Linked DNA regions of Arabidopsis thaliana: region 1 is linked to region 2. Evidence: chromatin contacts called from public capture Hi-C data. All regions are on one chromosome and are shown on one strand. The core of a region is the stretch at or near the end of the contact, and the rest is flanking DNA. Distances in the headings are between cores, read along the strand shown. Region 1 holds the start of NAC053 (NAC domain containing protein 53). Region 2 holds the start of SDP6 (FAD-dependent oxidoreductase family protein).

Evidence for each region. Capture Hi-C pulls out chosen DNA fragments and counts their contacts.
Region 1: a capture Hi-C map of shoot shows a contact between it and region 2, with 3 times the contacts expected there. A contact is called at or near these places in 1 of 26 Hi-C or Micro-C datasets (root) and 2 of 3 other capture datasets (root and shoot).

Annotation. Positions count from the first base shown.
Region 1 is chr3:3,268,896-3,272,637 of TAIR10.1, reverse strand. It overlaps NAC053 (NAC domain containing protein 53), which reads right to left and starts at 1,421. Exons shown (of 6, transcript NM_111885.4): 1 at 755-1,421; 2 at 385-662; 3 at 124-306. The coding sequence starts at 920. NAC052 (NAC domain containing protein 52) reads right to left here. Exons shown (of 5, transcript NM_180223.4): 3 at 3,641-3,742; 4 at 3,375-3,560; 5 at 1,436-2,701. The coding sequence ends at 2,030.
Region 2 is chr3:3,214,079-3,217,956 of TAIR10.1, reverse strand. It overlaps SDP6 (FAD-dependent oxidoreductase family protein), which reads right to left and starts at 1,618. Exons shown (of 6, transcript NM_111872.6): 1 at 1,092-1,618; 2 at 320-793; 3 at 1-230. The coding sequence starts at 1,455. PUM4 (pumilio 4) reads left to right here and starts at 2,336. Exons shown (of 11, transcript NM_111871.7): 1 at 2,336-2,642; 2 at 2,767-3,505; 3 at 3,607-3,878. The coding sequence starts at 2,813.

The DNA of each region.
Region 1 (3,742 bases), core at 172-2,671, 55 kb before region 2:
TGACCAAATCAGGGAATGAGAAGGAGAGATTTTCACAAGCTTCTTTCATTCCTCAATGAATACAAAGGAACACAACATTCGACCAAAAGCTAATCAAGAGATATCAAATACTAGAACACAAACCTGATCAATGTCATCCATATGGACATAAACATGATCTTCACTTCCAAGATCTTCTTGGTCAGGTACAAATGTCATATCATCCTCCTCCTCCCACTCCTCCTCAACAAACGGAGCACCGTACTGCTCTCCATTTTTAGGTCCGGAGCCACTCTTCTGAAAAATCCTACAAAGCACAAACGCATCCTTCCCACAATTCCACAACAAAGTCAACAACACAAATCCCATTAAACAACAAGGAACTCAAAAAGATCAAAGTCTTACTTGGTGAACACCAGTTTTATCAAGGTCTTGATCAACCAACCGATACTCATGCATAACCCAATTGGTTCTTTCGCCACGAGGAGCTCGACCTTTGTGATAAACAAGAGTCTTCTTCATCCCAACGACTTTTGAACCATTAAGAATCTCTCGATCTTTCCCTGTAGTCTTCCAATATCCCATCTCAGTCGCACGATTCGTCTTTGATCCATTTCTATACTTCTTATCAAGCATACTGAAGAAGTACCACTCCAAGTCTCTACTTTTCAGCCTCGACTTGTCTATTTCCCACCAAAATACAAAACAGAATTCAAATTCTATCATCGGTTCCTATACAATATCGATCAAATCATCAACATATTGAAGAACTGACCTGGGAGATCCCAAGGCTCAGATTTGTATACATCGGTAACAGAGATAGCATCGAACTTAAAAGGTTTATTGCAGATCTTTCGTTTCAGATAGTAACGAACGAGTTCTTCGTCTGTGGGATGAAAACGAAACCCAGGAGCGAGCGATGTTACTGAGCCACGACCCATATACTCGATGGACCAAAACTCAAACACAAGGTTTATGAATAACTTAAAAGAGCTGTTCTGTCGAATTCGAATCAAAAGAAAGAGCAAAACAATGATTTCGAAATAAGGGGTTTAGAAATTGAGGAAAATGGGACTAAATAGAGAGAAAAAAAAAAGAAGCAAATCGTTGAAGACGAGTGATGGTGACGACGAACCAATCGGAGCTAAGCGACCGTAGCTAGAAAATGTGCGAAAGAAGTTTCACGCCGTGAGGTTTTAATATTCCAGGAAAGTGTGCCGCGAGAGCATATCATGTGACTGGCTGTGACTGTTTTCGGGTGACAGTCTTTATTAAACTGACACGTGGAAGTCTTGCACTAGTCATCAATTTTAAAGTCTCTAGAATTTGTTGAGGTAGTTGGTTGGTTCGCGCAAATGAAGATTTATCCACTTCAATAAATATCAAGATGACTAAAATTCTATACTATATGCAATTTTGTTTGAATAGAGTAAATAAATAGAGAATATATTTGAAGTTGAAAAAATCGTACCAAACACTTTTTCGCTTTTTTAAAATTATTGCAAATTACGTGTAACGAAAGTCTTCTAACGTCGCTGACGCATCCACATTCGTAATCCTAGCCGAAAATATCCTTACCATTAACCACGGTATTACCGGAGACCGAACATAATTCCCAATTATTTTAAACAAAGAAAGTTCTTCTTGTCTGGAAATCTAAATGATAATGCAAAGGAAATGACAATTATGCCCTCGTACCTAACCACTACTACCCCAGAGAAGGCTCAGTGTGTTATGAAGACAACATTCTCGAGACAACTTAAAGATAGTTTTTGTCTGAAAAGACTAGATAGATAGATGATATATGACAATGGAGCAACCTAAAAAATGTTCTCAAAAGATGCAAGAACATCCACACAAAAAAAGAAGAAGGATAAAACACTCAGCTCAGGGGCTCGAATCCGTTTTATCCTATGTTACAACAGAGATTCACACAGTTCGCAATCTGTCTAGAGGAGCTATGTAGATGGGTCATAGTATTAGGGAGATTAAAGCTAAATAAAAGGCGAAGGGCAATAAGAAGTAACCTGGAGAGATGTTTTTAGAGCCTTTATTGTCCATTAGCATTGTTCTTCTTGAGTTCCTCGTTCTCCTGACGCAGCGCATCGATCCTTGACTGGAGAATACTGATCATAGCTTCTGCACTCATCATTTCAAGCTTGAAAGTTTCTCTTTCAACAGACATCTGGTGAATCTCCTTCTGGAGATCATTAACCTTCTCTTCAGGAGATGCAAGTGGAGTTTGAGGAGGCAAAGGTTCCTTGTGAGGACGTAGCGGTTGCTGCGGCTTTTCTTTCTTGTCGGAGATACCCATGAGTGAGAACTCAAGCAATGCAGAGATGGCAGTGTTGGTGGCAGCGGCAGATGATGAGATTAAAGTGGTTGTATTGTCGACAGTTGTTGTTGTGGACGAACAATGGTCCTGTGTGTTCCTGCTTGAGTTGTTGTTGGACTCGCTTTGGCGTCTACGTTTGTATTGCAGAAGAGGTAATGGAGCTTCTTTGTTGAGAACGCATACAGGTCGAGGAGGACGCTCCTCTTCTTCCATCTGCTCGCGTTTGAGTGTTTCCTCGTTTTCATCATAATTATTATTGTTGTTATGCTCCTCCGGCTTGAGGTCATTCTCATGATGATTCTGTTGGTCCGATTCGATATCCAGTGGAGCTGTCTCTCTCGGTGGCTCATTGATGTTGATGAGACTCTTGCTGGCTGACTGGATTTCCTACAACAAATTACAAGTGAACCCCAGACGACGCATAAATTATCTGAAACCAAATGCTTCAATCAATTTTGCTGATGAAGGATTAAAACTGCATTTTCACTAAAACAACAAATCATTCTACTTCTGGTCAACATTTACTGATCAATTAAGTGAGTTCATATGATGCACAGTAAAATTGCTGGTCAAATGAGGATGCAAAGTTTGAACGATCTTGTAATCAGTATGATTAAGAATAAAGCCCAAGAAACAAAAAAAAAAAAGACCACCGAAAATTCAGATATCTTCTAAATCAAGAGAGTTGATTCATCAGATAAACCTATAAGGTTGATTTCTACAAGAGTTGGTTACAGACTAAATGGAGTTACTAGCGTCACAGCCCGCTGAAACAGTTATTAGGAGAAGCTTCACTTCAACACAGAGTTTTGCAGATAATAAATATAATATCTTGTGAAACAAGAGAAATGATGCATCAGATAAATTTGTACATTTGCACTAAATAACGTTGAAATAGTAGATTGGTTCATAAATAGACTAATGCAGTTAAATAAACTCACTCAGCCCAATGGAAAACTAAGAAAGAGAGTATTTCAACAGAGTTTTTTGCATACAAGAAATATTGAATGAAACTAATAAGGTTTGGGTAATGAAGCCAGAGTAAGAAGAAATCACAAACCTGGTCCATCTGGTCGTTTCCATTGGCTACTGGCGGCGGCTCTAGCCTGAGCTTAACGTCTATTCCTGGAATCAGAGCTCCTTCATCATCAGCCCATTCCTCTTCCATGAACGGAGCATATCTGTTCCCACTTGGTGGCCCAATGTTATTCTTGTGGAAGACTCTACACAACACATATGCATCTTGCTGCACCCAAACAAAGAATTGAGATCTTTTGGAAATTATCAGATAAACCAAATTCGAAAGTAATTTGGACAATACAGTACCACCAGGTTTCCGTTTTTCTCGGTTTCATATTCCACAAGGCGATACTCATGCATAACCCAATTAGTCCGAAGCCCGTCTGGTGCACGCCCACTGTGGAAAAC
Region 2 (3,878 bases), core at 369-2,868:
TGCTACTGTTCTTCCCAACCACGGTAACATAAACACAACGCGGCCATCCTTAGTTTTAGGGACTATCAACCCCATGCCTTCAGGAGAATAGTAATCAGGCAGCACGATGTGTACACCGCTGCTTGGACAAATCATTGGTTTTGTATCTTCATCAATCATTTTCCTAATGGAATCACAGAACGGTCCTGCCGCATTAACAACTACTTTTGCATAGCTGTTAAATTCTTGGCCTGTCAAATTGAAACATCTCATCAAAAACTGCACAAATCATGACAGAGCAGAGGTATACTGAATTGCACGAAATTGCTAGTCGTTTTACCTGTGAGATTGTTACGAATTCGGGCACCAATTATTCTCTTAGTAGCATCATCAGTAATAAGCGAGACAACCTCGGCATGGTTGAGAACTGCCGCACCAGCTAACGCGGCAGTACATGCCAAACCCACATTCAGACGTGAATCGTTCATTTGCCCGTCATAATACACAACAGTACCCCTCAAATTCTTGTCTTTCCCTTTCCTTGCAAGAGTGGGGAAGAGCTCAATAGACTCTTTTGCAGAGTAATATCTGGACAGATGCAATAACCGTGGTCCAGCAACCAAGTCATACATCTTCAACCCCATCCAGAAGTAGATAACTTCGAACCAATCAAAACAAGGTGTCATACAGGGCAGAGCATGACAGAGATGTGGCGCATTCTCAATGAGCTGTTTACGCTCCTCAAGAGCGTGAAATACAAGCTTCAGCTGTCCATAATCAAGATTGAAAACAGCTTTCTCCAAGTAACGAACCCCTAAGTGTAAACGAGCACTAAATCAAATGGTGTATCAAGAGCCGCAAATGTAATACATATCCTTAACATGTATGTTCCTTCAATTATTGAATTAACAAACAAAAACACAACAATGAGTGGCAAAAACCAAGTAACTAGCTACAAATTCTTCAATATAATTTCGTCAATTGAATGGTCATACCACTCAATTCCAACTAGTAAACTAAGAAATGGTTTAATATTACCAGACAATTCAGAGAGCTTCTTATACGAAATTCGGAAATCCACGCCACATAGAAAATTCAAAAATTAAAAGTACCTCCATGAATCAGCTTTGTAGATCGCGAAGAAGTCCCAGAGGAGAAATCCTCGCGCTCCACCAAACCAACACGGAGGCCACGTGTAACAGCGTCAAGAGCAACTCCAGAACCGGTGGCTCCACCGCCAATGACGAGAACATCGAGCGGATCAGAAGCGGTGGCTGCAATCAGAGCAGACTCTTGAGCAGATCGAGACGGTACAGAAGCGGTGGGATCACCAAGCCTACGCCTCAACGAATCTAGAATCGGACCACCTCCTTTGTCGCTGGAGGCAACCGACGGAGACAGGTAGACAGCGCCACCGGATGCAGCGGCAATTACGGCAGCTCCGGCAGCTAAACGGCGAATGGAAGCGAGAGACATGGAATTTAGGAGAGATTTAGAGATTGGGTGAAGAAGATTGCGTTGGGAAGCGAGAGACGATCATGGGAAAGAAGAAGAAGAAAATGATTGCGAATGATATCAAAAAATGGAAATAGAAATCTCTGTAATGGAAACTATATCGTTTTAAATTACTGTTTCACCCTCACAACTTTCCATACATAGAAGGTAAGTGAAGTGGGGATGGTTTGGTCATTTCATATGAATAGAGAGTTCCGAGTTCTAAGGAATGGTTTGAGTGGGCTGCAAGAGATTTTTCTTATAGGCTTTGTAAGTTTTTGATTAAAAACTGTTTTGTACAAACAATAGTGTTTTTGATTTTTTAAGAAAAATAGAAGTAATTTGTGCGAGTTAATTTAATAAACTAGACTAACAAATTATAAAATTGAAAATAATTATTTCAAAATATGGAGGATTTGCAAGTGAGTTTTTGCTAGTTCTTAAAATGTGCGAATCTTGCTCTCTTAAGATTGGAAATGTTTAGGAATATAGTCAGTAAGACATAACTAAATATTTGATCATTATTAGTATTAAAAGAGTTAAGCCATACTAAATATTTGTTTTAATGCTATTACCGTAGAGGGTATTTCTCTATTGTAAATAAACTATATTAATTAAACTTCTGTATAAAGATTACAAATTAATTATCAGAAAAATGAATGACCGTAACGAAATAAACGAAAAATACAAACTTCTCTCTGATTAAAAAAACAAACGTTAGAAATTGTGATTATTTATTGTCTCGATTTAATAAGAGATTCTTGAATTTAGGTGACAAATTTAATCATTAATTAATCATCCTTTTAACTTTATGTAATTTGTCCATCAGACAAAGAGATGGATATACGATGTCGTAATAGCCGCATCTTCTTCTAATCACCTTTTTTAAGATTAGTTTATGTAATTAAAAAAGGTTAAGTGTGACAGTTTGGGAGAATTACCAGAGGATGAAGGCGATCTCAGACATCCATGATTTGCCTCTTTTGTCTTCTTTACCTTATTCGTCTCTCATTCTTTGAATCCCCTTTCCCTTTCTCTCAATCTTCCTCACTTACATTTCTTATCTCACTCCCTCTCTCACTTTCTCCTTCAATGTTCTCTCCTCTGCGTTTTCACGAAACAGAGAACCTTATCGTTCCGTCTTCGTAGACATTGAAATCGATAGAGAGGTGATTCATTACTTTGATTCGCGATCGGATTCTGATCATTACTCTTTTTCAAAAATCGATAGATTCTTCTCCGATTTCGTAACACCGACACGAATTTGTTTTTGGCTTTTTCTGGTTTTTGCAGGTGTTGATTTGATTAGGTTTAATATTGATTCGGATGAAGGGAAGAGATGGTTACTAATAGCTACATGGATACGCGATCAAATTTGACAAGTGTGAATCGAGGATCCAATGTGGATCTCGAAGATCGATTCCAGAGGGAGCTCGAATCTTTGCTCCAACAACATCGTAATCAGCAATCATTTGGCCGAGAACGAGAACGAGACATTGATGTTCACAGAAGCGGAAGCGCGCCTCCTACCGTGGAAGGATTGTTGAGAGCTATGGATAATCAGTACTTGAACAATAACAACTCTGATCATAGAGATGTTGGGAATATTAGCAGTATAACCACTAGCAATGGCGTTGAGCTTTTATCTGATGATGAGTTACGTTGGCACCCTGAGTATCTCTCTTATTACTATTCGAATGAGCATTCGAATCCGAGGTTGCCTCCTCCGTTGTTGTCTAGAGAGGATTGGAGGGTTGCTCAGAGGTTTCACAACAGTGAGTCTGTGTTTGATCCTGTTGGGGAATGGAGGAAGAAAACGGTTGAAGTCGACAACTCCTCATCGCTCTTCTCGGTTCAGCCAGGGGTTCCAGTTGAGCAGGCAGAGAATGATTTGATGGAACTGAGGAATGCTGTAGCTCAGGGCCGCTCTCAGAAGGTGCAGCGGCTAGATCAAGGCAGAGAAGACTTGATTGGATTATCTGGATATTCTGGGCTTGGACCGAGAAGGAAGAGTTTTGCTGATATACTTCAGGTAATGTATATACATTGATGCTTATGCTGTTGAGTATATACTGGTTGTGAGGTGTCTGAATAGTCCTTGGTTTCTTACTTCATTGAGTGGAACTTTTGCAGGAAGGACTTGAACGGGATGCAGCCTTAGGCAGCCAACTCTCTCGGCCTGCAAGCTGCAACACTTTTCGGGATATGAAAGATGCTGCTGTTTTATCAAATTTCAGTGCCGGTGGATTTGACAGCCCATTAGCATTCCATGATTCATTACATTCTACTGCCAAAAACAGTCCAAATACTATGCTTGGATCCACCATGAGTTCTCCGGTGCCAAGAAATAGAACTCCTGACTCACATCTAGTAGGACGATCTACGGCCTCTGGCCTTCCCCCTAT